Regions from separate parts of the Sus scrofa genome. Here region 1 is linked to region 2. Evidence: chromatin contacts called from public Hi-C data. All regions are on one chromosome and are shown on one strand. The core of a region is the stretch at or near the end of the contact, and the rest is flanking DNA. Distances in the headings are between cores, read along the strand shown.

The links. Hi-C and Micro-C count contacts between places; a contact is called where the count stands out from the background.
Region 1: a Hi-C map of liver shows a contact between it and region 2, with 5 times the contacts expected there. The contact joins two enhancer-like sites. A contact is called at or near these places in 1 of 5 promoter capture datasets (liver) and 4 of 47 Hi-C or Micro-C datasets (liver and skeletal muscle).

What each region holds. Positions count from the first base shown.
Region 1 is chr13:148,930,538-148,937,586 of Sscrofa11.1, reverse strand. No RefSeq gene overlaps it. Among named protein-coding and RNA genes, the nearest start is that of NECTIN3, 360 kb to the right of the region's middle. Within about 2 kb of position 4,431, at least 3 of the 83 cell types and tissues checked have an H3K27ac peak or open chromatin away from gene starts, as enhancers often do. A contact at or near this core is called in liver, where this site is marked.
Region 2 is chr13:148,725,483-148,732,166 of Sscrofa11.1, reverse strand. No RefSeq gene overlaps it. Among named protein-coding and RNA genes, the nearest start is that of NECTIN3, 150 kb to the right of the region's middle. Within about 2 kb of position 1,791, at least 2 of the 83 cell types and tissues checked have an H3K27ac peak or open chromatin away from gene starts, as enhancers often do. A contact at or near this core is called in liver, where this site is marked.

The DNA.
Region 1 (7,049 bases), core at 3,182-5,681, 200 kb before region 2:
TATGGTAGGTCTATATTTAATTTTCTAAGGTACCTCTATACTGTTCTCCATAGTGGTTGTACCAATTTACATTCCTACCAACAGTGCAGGAGAGTTCCCTTTTCTCCATACCCTCTCCAGCATTTGTTATTTATGGACTGATTAATGATGGCCAAAGTTACTGGAATATAGTATATAATGAGCAATGAAAGTTTTGAGAAACAGTTACAGGGCAAGTTCCTAAAGGGCCTTGCTCCTGTGTAAGAGTATTACCTGGAATTGATGTGAAGTAGTATGATCTATGATCTGCAGTCATCTCTTAATTACATTTCAATTATTGTAGATTTGTTTATATTTTCCCAGCCTTCCAATACTACTGCCAATTTTCATTAAAAAATTAAAGTGACTGTATATGAGGCACAATTCTTCATGGACTAATATTCTTCAGTATTCTTTCAAAGACAGCTGTTTTTAAGATGCATGCAGTCAATGTTTTTAAATGCAAATTTACTTACTAAAAATATAAAAATATGACTGAATAATCTTGATGGCTAAGGAGATTAATTATATGCCTCTGACATGGAGAAATGAACTTTAACTTAGTAAACATAATAGTAAATATTTTATCACTCACGAAAGAATAGTAGCAAAACCTTGTTTTTTTGGTTGCTTTTGCAAAAACAAATCACAGGCAAAGCTTCCGAAAAATAAAGAGGTCTCAGAAAAATAGAGGCAGCCATGCAGCACTGGAGCCCTCTGCTCTAGATCCCCTTCCAGGACTAATGACTATTTTCAGACATTGTAAAGTGTAGGTAAATCAACAAAATCCAAATCAAACTATTCCTCAGCAAGTGCCCAACTGCCAGTCATCTACAGTTTCTTCCCACTCAACTAGGATGTCTTTCAAATTCTCTACTCCCTTTAATACATGCAATTTCAAGCTACATAATGTGTTCACTTTCTTGGTTTTCCTGAGAAACTTGCCCTGCTCTTGGCATGCTGGGATAACTCAATAAATTTCCCTTCAAAGGGCCAAATTGTTCTAAGCTCATGGATTTATTCCAATCAGCATCCATCAAATTTTGAGTAGTTGTGTGTGTTTAGAGCAGAGCTAGGCACAGCAGGAGACACCCGATAAAAGAACAAATCCCAGCACTTGTTCTTTCTGAGTTTATGATCAAGTCTGGGGAGACAAGACTCACATACATGCAACAATGGGAAAACAATTTGAGAGAGTGTATAATTAAGTGCTGAATGTAATACTGACTGTAAGTGCACAATTCTTCACTAATTACCAATTGCTTGAAGGAATTAATACTTAACTTGGGGGATTTCAATCACAATTTCTCTATAAGCATTAATTCTTACAACCAGCAATTCAATTCATTTCAAAGAGTTACAAACATACCCTAGTTTTAGCATATTATCAGCATTATTCTCAGAATTTTTTTTTTCCCATTAAGCAATTAATTTACATCCTGATTGTTCTGACCTCTAGGGCCTTTTGGGGGGGGTGACTGCACCTCAGATGTAATTTAATTCTTCAAATGAATTTTTGGCTAGTGCAGGATTCAGAACCCTGAAGGGAAGGAACTTGCTCTGTCCTCAGAAGCAGGGGAACAGGAGATCTCTGAGTCCAGAGCAAGCGCACTCTCCCCTCTGACAGGTGTGGAGAAACCCAGAGCTGGGCTCCTTTCCTTTACCCTGTTCCCTCTTCCTGCCTCCCTTGTTTTGGTTCTCTTCTTTCCCCTCCTTTTCCTACCTGTATTTCAGTTTGACCAACAGCATCTACAGAGAAAGTTTCCTTAGCTGGCAACACTCAGGATGCAGGAGGATGCTAATCACTACTCCCCCACTCCCCACCCCCATGTCAGCAGGTCTGCAGATGAGCCCAGCAGGGATTGTGGCCTCAGAGAACTAGCTCAGTCCACCTTCTGGATCTTATCCAGTTTCTTCTCAGCCAGGAGTGTGCTAGGACTATTGCAAACTATTTTCAAAAGTGCTTTCAGACAAAGACTCACTGTCTCCTCACATCTGCCCTGAGCTCCCCTGACCACCTTCATGGCCTTGCTCCACCTGGGACAGCATGCACGCCCTGGCAGACAACCAGAGGTAGACATAACCACATCCAAACCAGCTTTTCATTTGCCTTTAACCAAGACATAACTGGCCACTGATATGAATGAAATAACACTTCTCTCTTTATCTGAGTGTAGTAAAGAGTGGAAGGAAAGTTCAAACTACTTCAATCCACGCCCCAACCCCCAGCTTTACTTTCTCCTGTATGAGAAAGTGGTATCCACACAATGGACTGCTGTAGGGATTACAAGGTGGTGAAAAGCCAGATCTCCTGGCTGAAATCAAGTCTCAATACTGCCCCTTCCCAGCTGTGTAACCTAAGCAAGTTGTGTCACTTTTCTGAGTTTCATGTCTCTCATCTCTAACACCAGAAGAATAAGAGTATCTACCTCAAAGACTTTATATCTCAGGATTAAATGAACTGAATAATGTAAGGCACATACAAAACCCTATACAAATATTAGCTTTTACTAGGTAAAGTAACTTGCATATAGTGGATACTTAAAGTACAAGCTCTTCTTTCTGTTCATTTGTAGCAAGTTAGTGGAAGGTAAAATGGGCAGGAGAATGACAGCTCTGCAGTTGTCGACTAGGGAATGCCCCTTCCTTTGGCCAGAATTAGAGAAATTTCAGCCCTGCTCCAGCTCTAAAAGCACCATATCTACTAAAAGCATCAGTAGAAATAATATGATCTGTGATCTGATAAACTTCAGCACTATGCACTGAAGGCTTCCCAAAGAGAACACCAAAAACATTAAAGACTGTTCCAAAAAAGGCAAAAACAGGTGCTATTATCAAGATCACTTTTGCAGCAGACCATGATCTATGGACTCTATTATATAAACTGTATAATCAGGGAATTTTCGATTTGACAAAAAAAAAGAATCCAAGAATCTTTTAACCTAGAAGGTGGACATGGGGCCAAGTGGACTTGGGAAAGATCTGTTGTTACTCTACCTCCTACAAGTCAGTGCAAAATAAAACTTGGGGAAATAGATGAATAAAGGTAGCTTTTGTCTTTACATATGGCCCTACCCTTGTTAATAGTATTTCTCTCCTACCTAGAAGGAGGGTTCAAGATTCATTTTGATCATGAGCACATTTCTAGGTTGATCAAACTGATGGTAGGAAACTAAAAGTACAATTCCCAGTAAATCTCCCACCCTCCAATTACTAAAGTTTGGAGGAACAATTCATTTTCAAGATTAAACTCATCTGGAGCCAACTGACTTAGATAATAATGTTGATACTGATAAAGATAATGACGGCTGATGTTTATTCAGTGCTTGCTATATATCAGGCACCACCATCCAAAACATTTTCCGTGTATTATCTCACCTAATCCACTTATATGATCTCACTCAATCCTATCATAACCTAATGAGCGGAAACTATACTTATTTCCATTTTACTAAGAGGAAGTTGGTTCAGAGAGTGAAACATCAAGCAGCTGAAAAGAATAATTTTTTTTGCCTAGTAAGAAGGCAGATAAGGCAACTCCAAAAACACTTTGCAGTGAAATATGAAAGCAAATGAATTAGGTCAGGCTTTGTCAACAGCAGGAGTATCATAATATAAAAATCTGAATATTCGTTAATTTTTATGGTAGCAATATTGACTTTAAATACCAACGACACACTAATTTGCAAAGTCATATAATTCTGCCCTTAGAAGCCAAAGACTAAGAAAATTCACAAGCGTCAACCAATATTCAGTTTTATTTGTGCTAGACTAGATCCTCCCAATCCAGTTTATAAACCAGGAACCCTTTCACAACAGATAAAGATCAGAACACAGTTTAATCATTCTTTTCCTTTCACAAAGGAACAAGTGACAAGGCTACTGGCCAGTTTATATAACAGGTAATATGACCTTCAAATTTCTCACTGCCCTCTGGTTATCAAGAAAGTTAATTATTATCAAACCCCCAGCTCTCAAAGGGAAGTCAAAAATCAGCTTGTTCCAAAGCCCTTGCTAGTAAAATAATGCAGGTGAAAAACGGCAATTGTATTATGAACCAAATTCTTGGTGCTCTCAAATAACACAGATAACCTTAGGAAGTCAAAATTTTTTAGAAAAGTTGCTACATGGGGCTGGGGGTAGGGGAGATGGATGTTTGGGAGTGAATTACGTAAGAACCACAAAGACAGATAGTTCTGAATAGATAATCAACTATTTCTACGGCCAAATGATAGAGCTTGAGTAATGTATGTTAAAGCATTGGTTAATGAAGAGCTAATTTAATAAGATCAACCACTCTTAATGTGCCTAGAATTTTAAAAGCTATCTGGCAGTGTCTAAAGGAGAAATTACCATTAGAGATCTGAATGCTTTGGAATTCATGTCCTGCAGAGACCCTTCCATGCTTAGAACCTATCTGGAGCATAGCAAAAGGGCACAGTCCACGTCCCGACACACAGGGATTTGTAGGGGGAGAGAAAGTAGAGAAGGAAAGAGAGGGAAAGAGATAATAAAGAATGAATTTCAAAGAAAAGCCAATAGTCAGAATATTCTTTTAATTGAAGTATATTTAATTTACAATGCTGTATTAGTTTCAAATGTACAGCAAAGTGATTTTGTTTTATACACAAACACATATTCTTTTTCAGATGCTTTTCCATTTTAGGTTATTACAAGATATTGAGTATAGCTCCTTGTGCTATACAGTAGGTCCTTGTTGTTTACCTGTTTTATATATAGTAGTGCATATATGTTAACCCAAACTCTTGATTTATCTCTTCCTTCCCCCAAGCTATCCCCTTTAAGTTTGTATTCTAAGTCTGTGAGTCTCAGAATATTTTATAGTTTATAGAATCATTTGAAGAGTTCAAACCCTTGTTTGCATGGGATTTTGGAAAAAATGGATTTTTTACTAAAGCTAAATGATTAGTGAATTGTATTTTCACACAGATCAAAGAAAGAATAATCACAGTAACCTTTAATATTTTCACAAATGACTTGCTTGGTTTTGAATATATGGAGTGATGTGGATTTAGTAGCTTGTGAAAGAATTCTAATTTATAAATCCAATTTGTTCAAATGAATTAGGAAAAATAAAAATAACCTATTCAAGAACATTTTCGAACATACTTGAGCCAAAAAAGAAAAAACTTTGTAGTGAAGCTGATAGCATATATGAAGATTTGACTGTGAAGTACTGATTCCATAAGACACATTCAAAAATCAAACAAAAAAAACCATTTTAATTCATGAATTAATCACATTATCATATCACGATACAGAAAAAGCACACTAAATAACATATATAACTTAGAATTCCAAAAGTATGATTCTTCAATGACTCTTTTCTGGCAAAAAAGAGTCAGAGTGTCAGCTATGTTTGCAACAAGGTCAATTGCTTGAGTGACATGGAAAGTGTATGTATCACATACCACACTTCCGGAAGAAAAGGCAATGCCTCTTTCAAGTTGACAACTTTACAGTTATCTCCTTTTACAACAGTGATTACATTTGGGTTTTACATTATGGGTGCAATGAAGCTGGAATTTACTGCCTGAATAATAGATCAAAGCAAATCAGAAACTAATTAGTTCATAGAGCAAAGGGCCGCTTATCTGAATGACTTGGTTTATGGAACATAAAGGAACAGGAAACCCTTGAGTTAAAATAAGCTTTTGAAATGAAGAGGAAATCCTACATCCAAGAGCAGTTTATCAGTAGGGAGGAAATCAACTACATCTATTCTTTTCTTTTGCAAATTAGGTCCCTTTCTTCCTCAGTACTAAACTTCCTAATCTGAGAATCCATTTCCCTTCATTGCATACGTTTCTCTGGAGGCTGAATATTCATTTTCTGGATATTAGATACCCTATTTACCACAGCCTGTAGCCTGGAGACATTTGCTGTGCAGCGTTTTTCCCCTCCCCTTTCAGCACAGAATTTTACAGTAAAAATGACTGATAAAGGAAGTGAGTGACAGACCCCTACTGGGCAGCCAGTGATCACTACACATTTCTATTTTATATTATTATTATTTAGCATATTAAGTGCCCACTCTATCATCATTGTGGGTGACTTCTCAGGGGGTAGCAGAGCACTCAGCTTTAGGAGGACAGGGTTTAATATTAGGTTGAAAATGGTTAACAACAGGCTGAAGGTCTAAGGAAAACACATCTAGAAAGTCAACCAGAGGGATTTTTATTTTAATGAAAAAGAATAATGAAAAGCCCTCTGCAGGGAGAGCAAATTTGACAAGGTTATTTAAACATATATGCAGGCTTTAATATTTCAAAAGAGTTTTTTTAAAAAAATAATGGGATTTAATCTAATTTGTGGGTTTGGGCCTGAGTCACAAGGTGGTTGCAAGATAGTGTTAGAAAGGAAGATTCCTTTGCCAAGGAAGAGCTTAGAATAGATTTTAAGGTGTTTGAATTGGATGAAGACTTAGAGACAATCTATATTGACCTTATCACTCATTGGACAAGATGCAGAAGCCCAAAATATGTGAAATGAGTTCCCCAAGGCCATGCGGTTAGTAAGTAATAGAGCTGAACTGAGAGTGACCATAGAGTGAGCATTTACGCAGGTCATGTGGGTTAGTAACCTTATTCCCACTATCCGTAATCCTCAAAATAGTCTGTGAGCAAGTGTTATTACTGCCAGTCTAGCAAAGAAACAGAAACTCAAAGGAATCACATAATTTACCAAAGGTCACACAGCTAGAAACAGGTGAGGCACATATTTAACCTATATGATCTCAAGGATGTCTTCACCTCTCACCTCAACAGAAGGCAGAGCTCTCTATTTTCCACAAGCCTTCAGCCTCCAGGACACCAGGGTTCTGCAGATCCATCCAGGCTCTGTCTACTAAACCTATCACGTCTTGCTTCTAGTTACTGGTGCTGTGATTATCAACCTCCCTGACTTGATATCTTGAACCCACCCTAGTTTTCACTTCAGCCCTAATGCCTGCAGATGTTAGATTCTATTTCCTTTGGCCCCGGCCTGGGATGGCTCCCACCACTTAGCTC
Region 2 (6,684 bases), core at 542-3,041:
ATCCATCCTATGATGCAAAGAAAAATGCAGATAGTGACCTATCGTATTCAACTTTCATGTCAGTGACTAAGATAAATATGTAGAAGATAGGCATATCAGTGATGCCAGGAAGAGAAAGGCATGATGAAAGACAAAATCAGGTTCAGACTGATTTCAAGAGGTTGAAACAATATATAAACACCAATAGGAAGAAATGTAAGAGATAACCACTTATTGATCTATTTATTTGCCTAACATATATTTACGGAGTACTCCTACATAATGATGTTGTGTGGGTCAGGAGCAGAGACATAAGACATGCATCCAATCCCAAGGAACTACAGTAATGGAGTATTTATACTATACCTCTCAGTTCATAAAAAATTTTAAAAAAATAAAAAAAACAAAAACAAAAAACAGAGAACTAGAAACCTTGAGTGATTTGTCCAACCCCAAACAACAATTCAGTGAAAGAGACTGGACCAGATCTAAAGTACAGGGAAATCCCTACTATTCCACACAACTATTGCATGGATAAGAAAAGACAGGTATAAAAGAAGCATTTTAAAAGGAGTAATGAACAAGAAATGGTTTTCTTCATCTTCCCTGCTCTTTTCTCCCATACATGTTGAATAAAATATGATTAGGGTGACTGTCTGGCACACAAGGGAAAATGGCCAGAGCAGAACTAGCACAAGATTGCTGGGGTAACACAGAAAACAAACATGTGATTACCAAAGGGGAAAGGGAGGGGGAGATAAATCGAGAATGTAGGATTAACAGATACGCACTTACTATATATAACATAAACAAGGACCTACTGTATAGCACAGGGAGCTGTATTTATATTTCACTGAATCACTTTGCTATACAACTGAAACACTGTAAATCAACTATACTTCAATTATAAAAAGAAGATTGCTAGGGAGCATTCATCTGGAAAAATTCACGAAGAGAGTTCCTGCCTGCTTTTTCTGGGGTAGTGAATGGAGCCCTTGATTATGGAACATTAAGTGCATGACTATGGTTGTGTCAGTCCCTCCCTGGTGTGATCAAGAGCTAGACTATAAGACCTATAATGACAGAGGATCCATGGCCCTTGGGAGAGGCCAGGAAGCTATGCTGTTGGTCATGATTAGCTTGTCCTCAACCTCCACACGGAAGTACAGATAATGGCCCTGTTATACTTTCCAACAAGATACCTCCAGGGCTTTTCAAATCAATGTCCCTTTCCACTCTGCCTTAGGCAAACATGAATGACTCTTGTCAGTTATTACTCAACCATTCCTAACTGTCCTCCAGCATCAAATACAGTGATGCTGTGACTAGCCACATAACTCTTACAGGTTAAAATAATCGATTACGGTGCCTAAACACCACTTATTGATTTGGGAAAAGAGGAAAGAACTGAGTAAAAGATTAACTTGACTGATTCTCTGAAAGCTACTCTCATGTGAAAAGAGCTAATTTCTTACAAAGTTCCATGGAAACTGGCTACAGCCCAAAGACTAAAGCCATCAATCACCATCACCTGCAATGCTTGGACCCCAGTCCCCAAGCAAATTGGGGAGGGACTGAAGCTACTCCCAGGCTGAAACTCCCAGAGATGACAGCATAAAGCTATAGCCAATGTGCTATGTGTCATTTAGGTTTTGTATTTCGGCCTCTGAACACACCAGAGGAGTTGGCACTTCACTAATTATACAGTTTAAAAGCCCACAACCCAAAGAGCAGGAATACCTCTCATGGAGTCTGATAAAGAACCCTGATATATTTTTGCACACTGCCCTAAAAAGAATGGGTGTGGGAGAGGTACAGCCTGCACATCTGCCGCTGATCTTATGCCAATGAATTTTCCAGAAAGCTATTCTGGTAGGCCTTGTGTGACTGCTGTTTTGCAATTCATCTTTATTTGCACAACAGAGATACAACAATTTATCACTGGAACAAGAATATCATAAAAGTGAAAGAGAACATTGTTACTATTTAGACCTGGACAGCAGTACTGTCCGTGGAAATCCAAGACATGCAGTCACCTTAGATACAGTAGTTTTCAAAGGAGAAAAGTCAATCAGTGAAAGGCCTGGAATCCTGGACATCTTATAGGCACACTGAAGACATTCAGCATGGAGAGAAACCTGATAGTCCTAGGCCACTGATGTGAATTTGTGTATACTGAGGGCAATGTAAACTTACTTAAGGGGCCGAGTGAAAGGTTTATTCTCTCCTGCTCCAAAGTAGAATTATGATCAAGATGCAGATTCAGACTCAACATAAGAAATCAAGTATCAAAGCTACTCAACAACAGAGGAGGCTTGCTCACTAGAGCATTCTCCTCACTCCCTGAAAGCATTCAACCTGAGGAAGAGTGGATACCTCTCAAGGGTACAGTGGGTGTTTCCTACAATGAGCGAGGAATTACATACACAGCTCCTAAGACCCTCTGAAGATTATAATTTGCAAATGGCTATTATCATGAAAAAAAACACAGTATCTCAGAGTTCCCTGGTGGCCCAGCAGGTTGGAGATCTAGTATTGCCACTACTGTGACACAAGTTCGATATCTGACCCCAGAACTTCTGCACAGTGTGGGTGCAGCAAAAACAGAAACAAAAACAAACAAACAAACAAACAAAAAAAAACAACTGTATATATATATATATATATATATATATATATATATACAGTATCTTGTTGGTTTTATTATTTCAAGAATTTCATGCACTAGTAACATTCTACACTCAAACCAAGGCAGAGATATAATCTAATGCAGGAAAGGAAAATTAGAAATTTTCCAGTGTGTGACTGGTCATCGGGACAGGCCACGAAAGGCAATATAATTCTATGTCTGATTTGCATGCATGAAGGAAAATCATAGTGATATACTCTTACCAAGGATGTAATTAACTAGCATTACCTCAAAAATGTGAGAGTTCAGAATCCCATTCAAAATCTGTTTACTTACACAGAATTAAAAGATTTAAGCACTAATTGAACAATGACGAAATTTTATTAACTCTTGATTCCTTTGGCTAAATGGCATATTTGTGTATAATATTAAACCTTTTGAAATAAGGTTGAACTTTGACTAAATTATGAAGGTGGTAAAATTTGTCTTCAAATAAACTTCACCTCCCTTTTCTCCATACTGTCCTTAAGGCAAACTTCCTTCAAAATTTCCAAATATTTCCTACTTCTCCTTTTTTCTCTTTCACTCTCAGGAAAGGGTTAGAATCCAATCAGATTACCTACAATTAAAATGACCAAGAAAGCTGACATCTATCATCTACCAATTATTTTATATTTTAAACACATTGAATTCAGTGTGATAAAATTCTAATAATGGAATTCCAGGTATCAGTCTTATGAACTAAGAGCTATTTGGAGAAGAATTCTTGGCTTCTGAATTTTTACTATGTAGAAGGCTACCAATTCTTCATGCAAGTTAATCCTGTCGACATTTATCTACTCTAGTAACACCAAAGTAAGGCCTTTATGGTCTTCATTCGTTAATAACATCTCTTGGCGCATCTGAAGCAGGAGATAGATGGGTCCCAGGCTGAGCAACTGTAATCAGTTCCCTGTGGACAGCTAACTTCAAGATTAAAGCTGCATCCTGCTTAGATAAAAGATAAAGACCATCTATTTCTCATTCTTGAGGTCCAGGAGACCTCCAGAACTACACACTCGCAGAAAGGTTCCTGAGGGGTCAGGGAAAGGAGGGGCATCAGACCCTAGCACACCCTGTCAACTTCCCAGAGACCCTTGAGCAAAACCCATCCTGAGGGTAGGGCCCTGAGTCAGGCCAAAGCCAGGAAAGCAAGACAACTGGACAGAGAAAGCCAGAAGGACTGCCCCCATAGGAGTGATTTAAACAACCTCCAAATCATGCCTTGGCTCCCTTCCTCTTTCTTCCTCACTTCCTCTATCTGTCTCTGTCTTTCTCTCTCCTTTTCCACCACCCCACAGCCCAGCCTGCCTGTGCCTGTATTTTCTCCACACCAATCTTCTCTCTCTTCTCTCTTTAAATAAACACATATTTGCCTCCCTAAATTTTTTCTTTTAAAAAATAGCTGGGTATTTATTCAGAAGTTATGTGCTAAGCATCATGCTAATCATATATATTATCTTCTAATCATCACAACCAATATAAATTATATATTATTGTCACAGCACAGATAAAACTTAAGGAAGTTAGGTGAAGAAGGTTGAGAAATGTGTTTAAAATTATATGGGCAAGTGGTATGGTTGGAACTTATTCCTTGGTATGTCAAATACCCAATTCTGGGCCCTCAACCTGTGGGTTCTATGCCACATTAGCATGCTGAAACTATCCACAAGTACTTCAAATGTGTGTACTGAGAAAAGGCATAGAAATGACAGACTGCCTTCTCTGTAACTTGTCCAATATCTCATATCTTGTTTTCTTCTACCGATGCTTATGCCTGGTAAATTTAATCAGAACTCACCCATATATTTTAGGACTCAAGCTTTAATACCTTTTCCTTCTACACCACCTTGCCCCCACTCACCCCCTCCCCTTTTTTTAGAAATGCATGAATTTAACATCTCATTCTTCTTTTTGATTAAATTATTTTTTGGTAAAAATGATTTCTTTATTCTGAAAATTGAAACTTATGACTTCCTTCCTTCCACTGACCCATGTAAACAAAGTTTGGATGATTTAACAGAAGAAGTGAATCAAGTATCTCCATATTAACCCAGAGGGGAGGAGAGTAGAAATGAAAAAGTTCTACCTGATCAGTATCGAATATCTGACCAAACTGTATGGTCACCTAGGCACCTCCACTTTACTGCCTATTAATGAGGAGAAATCAAAAAGATGGTTGCAGATTTATTCCAGGTAAGCCCAAGATTGAGTTCCATTTTGGACAAGTTACAGAGAGGTACACCCACACTGAATGTGAAAAGGGAAGTCTGTGATCACTGTAGAAAGAAAGCAGGTAAATCTTTGGAACTTTGGCTGGGTCCACTGAAAGATGAGAGAAAGAAATACACAGTACTTATTAAGAAAGGATAGCAACAGCTGGGCTGTGTATGGATCAGCTCCCCCTGCAGTGTGGAATGGCAATCTTAGATCCATTCAAAGGCAACATCAATAAGCCCCAGGTATTTCTCTAGTGGACCCTGGCTGCCAAAAGGGAGATTTGGCTCTTCTCAGGGAGATTTCTCTGAGACAGGTAACCTTCAGTAGGAAGGCACTAATGAGGCATTGACTAGTGTTCAGGCTCTTAAGGCAACTTACTAGACACGGAAAAACTTACCCAAAGAAATCTGGATAAATGTCTTCTGTCAGCCATGCTGCCCTGGAAAACTCCCTTTGTCCTATGTTGAAATCAAGCAAGAACTTAAGGAGAATTTGGTGATGTGGCAGTAGGTACTATAGATTAAGGTAGACTCCTTTATAAAAATTGTCATAGTGAGAATAAAGGCTAATCTAGGCAACAGGCATAAACCCCAAGACCATAAGTAGCAATCAAGGTGTCTGGTTTTACAGGTCTTCAAAGCTGGATGTGATGACCTTGCTGCTTGATAATGAATTTTTGATTGGCTCAAAAGCATTGGAGGTTCATTTGGTTGAGTTGTGTTTAGCAGTCATACCACTCAAAATGGAAAGTAAATATGACTTCCTCACCGAAGCTGAGTCATCCTCTCTCTTCCTCCAATCCAAATACAACTGCTTTGAAGAGAAAGCTGATTAGAGGTAAAGCCAAAGTCCCCCTATCCCCAAAGGCTATATGTACCAGCCCAAGTATGCTGAGGAACAGTGGAAAGAGAAGAACTCAAGTTGGATGCTTTGCTTGATACGTAGAACAAGACACCATACTAGCCAGCCCCAAGGGGGGAGGAAATACCTGGATTCAGATCATAGGGTTTGAGCAGCATTCATAGAGAAGAAGGGAAGCTAACCTGACCTTGCAGGTGGGGCCCTTTGGAATGGTTCAATGTACTGTCACTGTGGCTTGCACTGCTGAATGTGTAACTGGCATTAATATCTTCCATGCCTGTACAGTGAAGGCTTATAAGTGCCAGAAGGTATTCTCCTATTCAGGAACTATGGCATGTAGAGAAATACTAGAAAAACATGTAAGTCATTCTCCAATCTATGTTCCTTCCCAGGTGGTCAAACAGAAACAACAGAATCCAAAGAGAAAAAAAAGAAATCACAGTCCTGATTGAGGACCTAAAGGCAGAAGGAACAGTGAAAGACGCTACATCCCTAAATGGCTAATGGAAAAGGCCAGCATGAGCTGGCGGTTTAAAATAGCTTCATCATCAATGAATTCAGTAGTTGCTCCCATAGCCCTGGCTCTTTCAGACACTGTGATTGGAACTGAATCTACTGCATAGACTAATGGTACTTGATATGCTGCCTAGGACATTGCCAATGACTTATTTTCTATGAACTGCCACCTGAATGCCAAAACCAACTCACATTCCTGTGACTAGGCTTCCAGCATATAACCATCAGGTCTAACTAACCTCCACTGCTCTTTGCCACCAATGAGTGGGTTAGAACTTAGTGCAAGTGCCTTTACCTTATAGTGTTCAGAGCTTTCACTCTGAAGTTGGTATCCTGTGGGTTGGCAAGGCAAAGGCCTCAGTCTAAATGGCCCCGACTGCATTGTTATCATAGCTTTACCAGTAGAGGTAGCTGATAAACCCCAGTAAAATCCAGAGGTT